Regions from separate parts of the Muntiacus reevesi genome. Here region 1 is linked to region 2. A link is a contact called in public Hi-C data. All regions are on one chromosome and are shown on one strand. Each heading gives the region's core, a stretch centred on a gene start, on an enhancer-like site or on the middle of the called end of the contact. The rest is flanking DNA. Distances are from core to core; before and after follow the strand shown.

Region 1 (6,655 bases), core at 1,040-3,539, 520 kb after region 2:
TCAGAGTCACAAGACCCTGCCAACTGATCTCTGGAGGAGACACCAGACAGGCACCCACGTATGGACACACTGTAGTTAAAGAGTATCTTTTTCTCGGTTTAGGACTTTGAAGTCATTTCTAAACAGAAAGAAGTGAAAGTATTACCTGCTCAGTCCTGTCTGACTCTTTGTGACCCCGTGGACTGTAGCCCAACAGGCTCCTCTGTCCATGGGATTCTCCAGGCAAGAGTACTGGAGTAGGTGGCCATGCCCTTCTCTAGGGGATCTTTCTGACCCAGGAATTGAACCCTGGTCTACTGCACTGTAGGCAGATTCTTTACCGTCAGAGCCATGAGGAGCTCTAAACAGACGACGGACTTAATTCAGAATCACAAAGTCTGGCAGCAGACTGTGGATGTGCAGTCAGAGTTCAGTAAGGAAAATCCTCTTCCAATATCAGCGACAGAGCACACAGACCTCCCAGCCAACTCAGGTTGTTTCAGCTGAGGGTCTTATCTCAAAGCTGCGGCTGCTGCCGCTAAGTCGCTTCAGTCGTGTCCGACTCTGTGTGACCCCATAGACAGCAGCCCACCAGGCTCCGCCGTCCCCGGGATTCTCCAGGCAAGAATACTGGAGTGGGTTACCATTTCCTTCTCCAATGCATGAAGGTGAAAAGTGAAAGTGAAGTCGCTCAGTCATGTCCAACTCCAAGCTACCCCATGGACTGCAGCCTACCAGGCTCCTCCATCCATGGGATTTTCCAGGCAAGAGTACTGGAGTGGGTTGTCATTGCCTTCTCCCGTATCTCAATGATGGGGTCAAAAATGCTGAGGCACTGCACATAAGTCAAAGTTTTCAATCACAAAAGAAACCTCTATTTAGCAGGAAAATACGCTAAGTCAGGTAATTTTCATTTGAGTTTCTGGTCATTAAATAGCACAGATCCCACACTCACTGTGATAAATTCTCATTAATACCATGTTCTTTGTGGCCTGATTAAGCAATGGCCTTCCAGCTAAAGTCAAAGATGGAACTATCAAAGCTGCACTTCTTTTTTTTTTTTTAAACCAAAGGAGAGTAAACAGAGACCAGATTGTTCAGCACGGCCTGCCACCTCACCAGGCCGGGTGAAAAGCTACTGCTGTTATGAACTGCTCACCCAGAGGGGTGGGGCCGGGTCCATTTCTCCCTCCCACTCACAGTTCAAGTTTTTCCTGTTTCACTACTGCCAGCACCAAATCCATTAAGTGGGACCACTTTTATATGTCCTGGTGAACCACACTGAGGAGGGTAAAAGTCCTGAGCTGGAGGGAATAAAAGCAAGTATTACCAAATTGAAGAGTGCCAGGCACACTGCACTCTTGGAATCTAAAATTCTAGGGAGAAACAGCCTCGGCAGTGAACTAGTGTGAGAGGAAGGAGTGACAGGGTAGCACCCGGGACCATCCAGTGACACCTATAAAAGATTCCTTCAGTTATGAGTGCCCCATCCTGTCCCGCATTAACTCAAGACACAGGAAGAGACTTAACACACACCAGAATCTTGGCTTTAAGTCTGCGTAAAAACCACTAAAACGGGGCGGAACCCTCTAGTTTGTCCAATCGCAAACATACAGGTCTACAAAATGACCCTCGGCCACTCCTCCCTGCCAACACCAGGGACGACAAAGGCATGCAGAAACCTCCACCAGATCGCTGCGTCAGCACCAGGATCCTGTGAGGGCGGCGGGGGCGGGTCGGAGGCCCTGCCCGCGAGGACCAGGGTCTCAAGGACTCAGTGTAGGCCGACCGGGAACCAAGCATCACCGCACCTGACCGGTGGGAAGGCGGACGCTGCCTCAGAGCAACCTTCCGGCCTCAAGTGCGGGCGGGGGGCTAGAGACCCCCGACTCCGGGCCTCTGCCCCGCGGGCGCAGCACCAACCTTCGACCACCGCCAAGGGCTCCGCGGGGAGAGCCAGGCTTTCGTTCTCTGCGGGCCTCGCCGCGGGAGGGTCAACAGGCCGGCGCGCCCCCCGCAGTCTCAGAGCCCCGACCCCCAGGCGGAGCGGGCTGCGTTTTGACCCAACACCCTCTCCTGCCATTTGGGACGGCCACGCGCCGGCCCTCGGGGCGGGCCGGCATCAGCGGCTCCCCAACCGCGCCCGGCCTCCCCTGCTTCTCCGGAGGCGGCCCGCGGCCCCACATCCCGGCATCGCGCCCCGCTCCCGCCGCCCTCAGGGACCTCTCCGCCGGGAGAAGGCCGCTCACCCGCCCGCAGCTGCAGCGCCGGTTCCGCACCACGTGCCCCGGCCACGCCCCCCGGGACGGACCCGCCCCCACCGGGCCCGCCCCGCCCGCCAATCCCGGATCCCTTCCGGAAGAGCCGGCGTCGCCCCGCCCCCGCCTCCGTGCCGTCCATCAATCCTGGGCCTTTCTGGGAATAGCGTCGCCCCGCCCTGCCGTCGCCCCGCCTTTCACCACGCGGTACGTGACTGCGGCGGGGCGGGGCTGAAATCGGGGAGGCGGGGCTGAAGCCGGGGAGGCGGGGCTGAGGCCGGGGAGGCTGGGCAGGGATGGGGCGGGGCTGCAGTCGGGGAGGCGGGGCTCCAGAGCACCTGCCCGGGTGGTGACCTTCCTCTACCCACTGGTGCCTCCACGATGAGGTTTGAGAGGTGGTCTTTGGTGCAGCGGCGTCTGAAGTTGGGGCTCCCACCCCCCCCGAACCCTCAGGCTTTGGGAGAGGGGAAAAAAAAAACCCAGACCTCCCGCCGACAGTCTCATTCCCGCGGCCCAGCTCCTAAGGGACGTGCGGAGCGTGCAGCGGTTTCACGCTTTGCCACTTGTTTCGCCAGTCCTTCGCCAGTACCATGACTGAGTGAGGAAATATTTTAGTATTTAAATTCAGTAATCACAGGGACTAATGAAGGAAGTAGAGCCACTTTTATTTATTGAGCGTCTGCTATCATCTTTTTAAGCCCTCCAAGGATCCTTGGGGGTACGATTATCTGTTAAGAGTGGTGGTGCTGTTCAGTCGTCCAGTCGTGTCCGACTCTTTGCGACCCCATGGACCGAGCACGCCAGGCCTCCCTGCTCTTGACGGTCTCCCGGAGTTTGCCCAAGTTCACGCCCACTGCATCGGTGATGCCGTCCAACCGTCTCATCCTCTGATGCCTTCTTCTCCTTCTCTTAGAGTACTACCCCCCATATTTGGCAAAAGTTTTACCGCCCCTACATTCTGTATTGTTGTTGTAATAACAAGTTTAGTGGTTGCAAGAGATGTAGTTTCCCACATACTGTAAATATGTTACAAAATTTTATTAGAAAATTTACCTAAATTTTAACATGGTTTGTTTTTCCTTCAAAATCCTGTTTCTATCAACATCTCTCACAGAATTTTGTCAAGTTGTAACACGTATCTACCTGAGTGATAGCTGCTCAGTCATGCCTGACTCTTTGCAACCCCATGGACTGTAGCCTGCCAGGCTCCTCTGTTCATGGAATTCTCCAGGCAAGATTACTGGAGTGGGTTGCATTTCCTTCTCCAGGGGATCTTCCCGACCCAGAGATCCTGCATTGCAGGAGAGTCTTTACCATCTGAGCCACCAGGGAAGCCTGCTATTAAGAGACATTTCTAAGTATAAAGACAGGTCAACTTAAAAATTATCAGCAGATACATGCTTGACTTTATCTTAAAATCTATAAACAATACATTAGAATATGTAATGAATCCATACACCTTTTCCAAAGGAATACCCAAGACGGAAATAGCAATAAAGTTATAAATGACATTCATCAATCAGATGAGATAATTTAGATGAAGCTTTTCTCTATACAAAAGATGCGGACTGGGCAAGTGGTCAGGAAGGAAATATAATGTGCTTTTAACTTTGTATGAAAAATAAAGTTCAGTTCCACATTGCTGAACATAGTTCTGTTTTTGCCAAATAAATCCTCTACTTCATGTTACTGTCCAAAAGCTTTATTAAAACCCCGCTTCTGACCTTTGTTTTGGAATCTGTTACTTTTGTTGCCACCTCCTGATTGCTGTCCTCTGGAGCTTCTACTTCTTTCCTGCTGTCCCCTGACACCTCGGCTGCCTTCCCGCTGTCCTTGGAAGCTGCGATATCCTTCCCATGAACCTTCTAGCTCTGGTTGCTCCGTGGCCACAGAAAGCTACCAGAGCCATGAATCATGCCACTCTTCCTGTACTTCTGTTACTGATGCAGTAGGGAAATCAAAGCAAACACCCTGCTTTCCTTTGAGAAAGACCATTCCCTTCACTTTGAAATCAATATCCTCACCCAGCTGCTTTTTAAGTTCTTTCCAAGCATAACTAATGTTTGGCGTTTCAATTGAGCACCACAAGATCATGGTCACAAAGCCCGCTTCTGAGTTGATCAAGGAGCGCTGGTCTACCGATGTGGTACCGGAAATGTGGGCCAGGGCTGCTGCCAGGGCTTCCACATGTCCCTTCTCCTCAATCAGCTTCTCGGCTGATTGCTTGACGTGACCGATTGCAGTGGGAGGTACAGAGTCCAAGAGCCTGATGGCATCTTTGCTAGAAGCTTTTATTATCTCTATTGCAAAAGGAACACCTATTCATTTAAATTTAATTCCTGCTTTTTGCTCCACTTGGACTAACTGGTATTCTTCTTTGTGCTGGTAAAAGCAGATGCAAACCCCAGTTGTCCCAGCTCTGCCTGTTCGCCCAGAATGATGAATGTAGGATTCAACATCCTTTGGTGGAGAACTTTGAACAACCAGATCAACCTCGGGGATGCCTAACCCACGTGCAGCAACATTGGTTGCAACCATAACTCCAAAATCACCATTTTTAAAACCTTTCAGGGTGATTTCCCTTTGCTTCTATGGAATGTCTCCGTGTAATGACTGGGCATCCTGTCTTACAGTCACATTCTGTGACAACTCCTGGGCTTCTTTCTTCGTTTCACAAAATATGATAGTGCACCCTTGAAAACCACTGTACACTCGGATCACATCTCCAATAACTGCTGCCCTCTGAGTCCAGTGGCACTTGATAGCCAGATGCGCTACAGTTATTGCCGTTTTCTGTGTCTTTTTACCAATCAGGCCCACTTGTTCATATGTAGATTTCATGTATTTCTTAGCAACATTATACACCCAGTAGGGGCAAGTTGCAGAAAAAAACAATGTTTGGGGATTGTCTTCTGAATCTTTCTTGTATGCTACACATAAAATCTCTTCCACTTTGATCAGCAAAGCCCATATCCAACATCTGGTCAACTTCATCCAGGACAACATGCTTAAGTTTGATGAGATCCAGCTTGCCATTCTGCAGGTGGTCTTTGATATGACCTGGTGTCCCAATCAGAATATTGATCCCATTCCTCATGTGTTCAATTTGTCCTCCATAGGGAGTTCCACCATAAAAACAAGCCACTGCCAGCTTTTTTGTGATGTCACTGAAGTCTCTGCTTACTTGACTTGCCAACTCCTTTGTGGGTGCAAGAACAGTACCCGAGGGGCACGCCTCTCTTCCAGTGTTGCAGGTCTCCAAGAAGTTTCTCAACCAAAGGGATAGCCAGGAGAATGTCTTTCCAGTTCCTGTCTGCGCCTGTGCAATCAAATCCCTCCCACCGTAGACATGGTGAAACGTCTTTGCTTGTATAGGAAACAGGAAGGTCACCCCACAGGCTTTGAGAAGTTTAATCATTTCTTCAGATATAGGGAAATTAGAAGAAGCTTTTTCTTTTTGCCCCACAGTCATTCCTGCTCCAACTCACTGTTTTCTTCACTGGCAGTTTCCTTGGAGTTGTAGTTAGGTCCAGAGTCAGGGGATCCAGTCTTGAGGTTGGGGCTTTTCTCTCAAATTTCTCCATTTATTTCTTTTTCTTTCTTCATCTTTTTGGGCTTAGGTGCACCCAATTCTTCCTCAGAAGGCTCTCCATTTTTTATAACTTTTTTAGTTTTAGGAGAAACAACTGTCTTTTCACAGGGCTACTTTGATTTTTTTCAAACTTGTGGTTTTAGGAGAAATAGTCTCATCTTGAGCTGGCTTCTCTTTCTTTTTTGCCTTTTTAGATTTAGGAGAATCCACATCAACCTCGGAAGGCTCTGCTTTCTTTTTAACCTTTTTAGTTTTGGGAGAAATCATTTCTTCCTTTTCTTCTGCTGCCTCTTCAGTCTTACTAGATTTTGGCTTCTCTTTTTACCTTTCTTCTCAATTTGTTTTCGCAGCATCTCCAGTTTTGCCATGGCTGCGTCTGACTCCAAATCCACGTCTTTTATTGATAATGCTATCATACTTTGCAACAGAATATGTATAAAATTTAAATTAGTATTTACTTCCCTATAACTAGAAAGTTCTAAGTGTTAAATTTTTCTTCTGGGTTAAATCACTCCAGACAGCGATTGTAGCCATGAAATTAACACAGTTGCTCCTTGGAAGAAAATCTATGACCACCCTAGGCAGTGTGTTTAAAAGCAAAGAGAATGCTTTGTCAACAAAGGTCCGTCTAGTCAAAGCTATCGTTTTTCCATTAGTCATGTATGGATGTGAGAGTTGGACCTTAAGAAGGCTGAGCTCCAAAGAACTGATGCTTTTGAACTGTGGTGTTGGAGAAGACTCTTGAGAGTCCCTTGGACTGCAAGGAGATCAAACCAGTCAATCCTAAAGGAAATCAACCCTGAATATTCACTGGAAGGACTGATGC
Region 2 (5,946 bases), core at 699-3,198:
CAACCTTTCAATGTACCTTCTGTCATATAAATCCCTCTGGTAGTAAAAACGCTAAGAGACCTCTCACTTTCAGCACAAGCGAAGGGTGAATGTCTTTATGGATGGTGCTATACATTTAGGGGGTAGCAGGGAGGCACATACTCTCTGCAGTATCTTACTGCACTCTTCAAAGTTTCATTAAAAAAAATAAACATTCCCCTTTCTGTCCACTTTATGCTATGAATGCTGAACATCAAAGTTGCCTCTGCTCTGGCAAGCATTTCTCTCAAGGATCTAACAGAAGTCATTAACTTCTTTTATTTGACCCCTTGTACATGTGGATATTATTTGTGAGATTTGGGGGAGCAATGACCTCTGCTTTAAACGCTTCCCTAGAAAAGGCATCTATGGAGACATGAACAGGAGCCCATTACTGAGGGTAACACTAAAAATTATTCAGATTCAATTCTATACTGCAACAAACAGTCACACTTGTTTAAACACAAAACACCCTTTTATTACTTTTTCCCCCCCTAACAGCTTGAGGAGAGTTGATTTACTCTCTTACTTAGTGATAACTCACTAGCAGATCGGTGGTACTCCAAGCTCCATAAACAGTGTCCAAAATCGAGACAAGACTTCAGTAGGCAGCGGAAAGAACTATCCGGCTATTTTCAGACCTGCAGTGAAAAATGCACTGCAGTCGACCCACGCCAGGGTCTCAGCCATGGATTAGGAGGTGAGCTGAGTTGAGGATGCTGCAGCTGTAAAACTTCTGAGACAAAATTAAAATGGAGCAGGAAAAAGGGGGAGCGAGAGAGAAAAGTCGCCCTGAGAGTGGCTGAGCTGTCAGGAGCATGTGTGTTTCCATGGTGAGTGATTTATTGATGTTTATCAGGAATGAATAGATCAAAGGCCGCCGGATGACAGGCGATCAATCACACATCAAATCAAGGATGGCAATCCTCTAATAAAACAGAAAACAAGGAAAACCAGCTCCTGCCAGTTCCTCCTCCAGAGAAAAATAACTTTTCTGTTCAATCAGATTCTGCACTATCACTGCCTTGTGCTGGCCTGATCAAAAGACATCTTTAGAGGTAATAAAAAAGGCAGAAGCCTCTCGCACAGGACATTAAAGGCTGCTATTTTCCAGAGAAATCCTCCAACTGCATTCCTTGCGTCCCAGGCCGGTGACCTTATTTCAAGTGTCAGGTTCAGCCTCCCCGCCTCCGGAGGACTTTCCCATCGCGCTCAGGCCGCGGAGGAGCTACGTCTGCCCGGCGCACGCCCCCTCCCGAGGCGGCCAGGAGCTCCGGCGGCCTCCTGGCCTCCCCCGGCCTCCCCAGCCCGTCGGGGCTCCTCGCCGCGCCGAGGAGCGCCGTGAAGTTTCTCCGCTCCGCGCGCCGGCCCAGGTGGGGGGACGCGGACGGCTGCCCCGGGGCGCTGGCGGCCGGGCGCGGGCCGGGCCTCGCTCCCGGGCCCAGAGGGGGAGCGCCGCCCGCGCCCCCGCCCCGCGCGCCGGCCGCCGGGTCCCCCCCCCCCCCCGCCCCCCGCGCCGCGCCCCCCGGCCCCGCTCCCCGCGGCGCGGCCCGCGCGCCCGTTACCTGCCGAGCGCCGGGGGGCCTGCTGCTTCCTCCTCGGCATGCTGCTCGGGCCTCAGCCGCCGCCGGAGTTCGCGGGGCGCGGGGACGCGGGGCCCCGGGCGCGGGCGCAACTCCGCGGCGCGCCCAACTCTGGCCTCGTCCCCGCGGGCTCCGGGCTCCGGGCGCGCCGCGGTCCGCGGGGCGCCGCTCGCATGGACGGCCGCGCCCGGGGCCGCTCAGGAGGCGGCGGCCGCGGCCGCGCGGGCCGCGTCCCGGCCGCCGGGCTGCGGGCGGAGCGCGCGGGGCCTGGGCGCCGAGCCCAGAGTCATCCCCGGCGCGGGCCGCGGGCGCAGCGGCGGGCGCTCGGAGGGCCGGCCCGCGGCCCGCGCTCCATGCTGCCGCCTCCCCGCCGCCGCGGTGCTGCTGGCGGGCGCTCCTCCGGGCGCCGCTGTGGGCGCTGCCCTGCGCCTTCCTCCGCGAGCCGAGAGTCTCGGAGCGCAACTTTCTCTCCCCCTCGCTCCAGGCGGTGCGGGGGTCGCGGCGAGTGTTTTTAGTGCGCGGGTCGCAGCTTGCTCATTGTGCGCCGGCGAGGCCGATCCGGGCTGTCCTTTTCCTCCCCGCACTTAGTCTAAGAGGAAGAAAGCAAACAAGACAGGAGTGAAGCCCCCGTACATACATGCGCCGGGGGGAGATGTCAGGCGCTGCTCCACCTTCCAAACAGTCACAGATCAAACAGTGTCACCCGCCGCCGGAGCGCCACTCGCTGCCCCGCGCTCCCCGCGGGGCTGTGCCGCCAGGATCGCCGCTTCTTCGGAGGCGAAATCTAATGCAAACACATTTTGATCATGGATTTTTGGCCGGTCTTGATCTTCCAACAGAAAAATTTTGAAAAATACACAAAAAGCACCCCCCTTCCTAGAAAAAAAAAAAAAAAGCCAACAACAACAACCCGGAGAGTGTGCGCGAAGGGGTGAAGAGCAGACATTCACTGGGTGGGCGAGATGAGCGTGGACGGTCCCCCCCAAACTCCTGGGAGAGAGGAGATGCACTCTCGCTCGCTCCTCTTTTCAGTGAAATATAACACACATTCGGATCGCAGAGCTTTCAGACAGTCTCAACTGATAGACAGACACATCGAGCTGCTTTTCCGGCTTCAGTTTTTACTCCTCCTCCTCTCGCCAACGTCACCCTGACAATTACAAATAGGTCTCTCACAAACCATACCTGTCAATCTTTTTAATTGCTTTGTTTTCTTTTTTTTTCCCCCCGAGCTAAACAATATGACACAAAAAAGAAATCTTAATACGGCATAACATAAAAGATTGCACGTTGGAGAAAGACATTGAGGGGTTTGTTATTATAATCCACCGGCTGACCGTGGGTGAAGCCCATGTGTTATAAGCCAAGTTGAGTAGACACTAGTTCCTGCAGATTTTTAAACCTGCGAGTCTCCCCCTCCGCCCCCGCTTGTACACTCACACACACGCACCCACGTGGACACAAACTACCCTTGGACGAGGAATGTCCAACATTTGAGATAAAAATACCTGTGTCACTTTTGCAATCCTAGTTTGGGGGTTAGGTGTGATTGCGGAGGGGCACTGCGCGGCTTTTATATTTTGGTAATTAATGGGTAAGTGGACAATAAGGAAACATGTTTCACTACAATGTATTCCTTTAATAAAAATTTAATGATGGACTTTGCTCATTACACACACAAAAAATGTGGAAAATATTTAATCTGGCCCCTCTGTGAAACGTGAATTGATTATTTGGTCAATACAAACAGGGAGATAATTGACACGATGGAATGGCAGATCTTTCTAGCTGGGTTATAAGAAAAGGTCCCCATACATCATGGCAACGTCTCCAGTTCCATTAAGGCCCTCGGCACCCCAACCCCCAGCCCCCACCCCAGAAGTTTAAGATGTTAGTGTGCTCTGGAATTTGACCCTCTGGTATCCAGTATCTGTGTTTCTTTCCCAGTGGGAAACCCGTAACAGTCTTGTAGAGGCCACTTAAAACAGTTATGGAAAAACATGAAGTCTTAGCCAAAATAAATAAAATGGCTTAGTTCGTGCAACTTACATGGGACAGACTAAGGGCAAGAAGGCACGGGCGAGGCGTCGCGAGGACGAGGGCCAACAGCCTGGGTCGCAGGATACCCTGGGCGCCCCCCGCCCGGCGCTGGGTGCTCCTGCGCCGGTACCGGCGCCCAGGGCTCCCCGCCCGGCCTCGGGCCCGGGCCGTGCCCCGCCGCCCCGGCCGCGCTCGGGGTTGATTCGTACCACCTTGCAAGGAAGTGAACGCTCCGCACGGGAAGGGGAGGCGCCTGCGCCGGCCGCCGGGCGCCGCGCAGCTCCGAGGACGCCCCGGGCTGCCGCCGGCTGTGGGCCGCGGCGGTCGCGGGACGCGCGGGTGCCCTCGCCGCCCCCCTCACCCTTTTAGAGGAGTCAAATCCGGCTTTTAGACCGTGGGGAGGGTGGAGATATCCGGTGCCTCCCGGGCGCCGGGAGGAAGGGGGAGGGTGGAGAGAATCCTTGGCCAGTCTGCGCCAAGCAGATTCAAACCAAAACAAAAAGATTAAAGGAGCAGCGGCCGGGGCAGCAGCGATCCCCTGGCCCAGACCCCGGGGGTGGCGCGCCCGGGAACCGCGGGGGCTGCGCGGACTCCCCGCGCAGCGCGCGGCGGGGCAGGAGGGGGGAGCGGGCGTCAAGCGTAGTGGGGAAGTGGGGGCGGGGGTAGCCGAGGGGAGGGCGCGGGCCGGAGGAGGGGCGGACCCGCCCGCTCCGCCCGCTGCGCGGAGCCGAGCCTCGCCGAGCGGCCCGGACTGGGCGCGACCCCGGCCAACGGCGGCGCAGAAAACAGGCAGAGGCGCGGGCCATGCAGAGGCTAGCGCTCGCCGGGACCCGAGCCATCGTGGACATGTCGTACGCCCGCCACTTCCTGGACTTCCAGGGCTCGGCCATCCCTAGCGCGATGCAGAAGCTGGTGGTGACCCGGCTGAGCCCCAACTTCCGCGAGGCCGTCACCCTGCGCCGGGACTGCCCGGTGCCACTCCCCGGGGACGGAGACCTCCTCGTCCGGAACCGGTGAGCCCGGCGCGCGTCCCCCGCCCCGGCCCCGGCCCGCGCCGCGCCGTGCGGCTCCGGGGCTGTCCCGCGCCCGCCGGCGTCCCCACTCCCGGCGCGCGCTCGGGCGCACAGCCCGACTTTGCGAGATCCCGGGAAGTTGAACCCGCCGCCATCTGGCGAAGGCGAGCGTAATGAGACTGTTGCCGGTGTGAATATCCGATGGCACCGAGCGTCCTCATAACGGAGGGTTATTTTAATTTGGGATTCCCCTCCCCTCCCCCAGCCCTCCCTCCTCCTCCCCCTCCCGCTCCCGAAATAAAACCGACGGGACCCAGAAGGGGAGGCTCCCTGCCCGGCCCACCCGCGCGCACCCACGGCTCCAGCGATCGCCTAATCTTTAGGGTGGAGTTGTGAACAGCCTGGACACAAACCGCGACGTTTAGGTAACGTGCTTTGGAGGAAGGAGGCCGGGGCCCCGGCTGGCTGTTCCTGTCCGCTCCAGGTTGGCAGCTGCCTGGCTGTGGTGGAGCCTGTCGTTGGGTGTGTTGGAGTGCACCTCGCCGGTGCCGTCTGGGTGTTGTCAGCTGTGTGTGACTGTCGTCTGTGCCCTGCAGTGTGCCGCGGGGCGCGGGGCGCGCGTCCTGGGCGGCGCGGCCGGGGCGGGGGCATGGCCGCAAGTTTTGCAGACTGGATGAGGCTCGGGTCGTCGCCCGACCTTCGGACTGTCTTTTCCACCTCCACACTGCCCACCTTAATTTGCTTCCATCTCACTAATCCTTAGTAACTGCTGAAGCAACAAGAGGGAAGGGACCTCACTCTGCAGAGCCGTGACTGCGGCTCTGCCGGTGGGTCCCCTAGCTGCCTGACTTGCAGGCGGGGCGTCCGCTTCCTCCATCCCCCTTGGCGAGAGCGGGGCTCGCCCGCCCGGTCAGTCCCGTCTGTGGGGCGAGTGTGGCATATTTCAGGTTGCGTAATACTTTCGGAGGGAGAAGTAACTTTTGGTTGTAACCAGGTTGTCAGTGGTGTGCTCGAAAGCACCCGGTCCTCGGCGAGGACTGAGGGACCGTGTGTCTTATCTAATCAGCTTGGGGCAATGCTGAACGGTCCATTTATAGAGATTCGTATCAGCCTTCCCAACTTGGCTGGGAGACTTCGGAATTCTGACCAGGATGTCAAATTTCTGGGAACCTGTTGGAGAGGTAGAAACCAAGTGAGCCAAAGGTGGGGCTGAGTGGAGGCTGGGAAAGGGGTGGGGGCAGGGGGCGCCCGAACCGGTGGGCTGAAGTGCACTGCTGGGACCCGGGCTTCGG

Evidence for each region. A called contact is a pair of places that touch in the nucleus more often than the background predicts.
Region 1: a Hi-C map of muscle shows a contact between it and region 2, with 10 times the contacts expected there. The contact joins the promoter of CNDP2 here to the promoter of TSHZ1 in region 2. A contact is called at or near these places in 2 of 3 Hi-C or Micro-C datasets (blood and muscle).

What each region holds. Positions count from the first base shown.
Region 1 is chr4:4,361,171-4,367,825 of mMunRee1.1, forward strand. CNDP2 (carnosine dipeptidase 2) reads right to left here and starts at 2,290. Exons shown (of 12, transcript XM_065932293.1): 1 at 2,229-2,290. It also overlaps the pseudogene LOC136166240.
Region 2 is chr4:3,836,662-3,842,607 of mMunRee1.1, forward strand. It overlaps TSHZ1 (teashirt zinc finger homeobox 1), which reads right to left and starts at 1,949. Exons shown (of 2, transcript XM_065932288.1): 1 at 1,584-1,949. The coding sequence starts at 1,623. PTGR3 (prostaglandin reductase 3) reads left to right here and starts at 3,912. Exons shown (of 2, transcript XM_065932289.1): 1 at 3,912-4,654. The coding sequence starts at 4,446.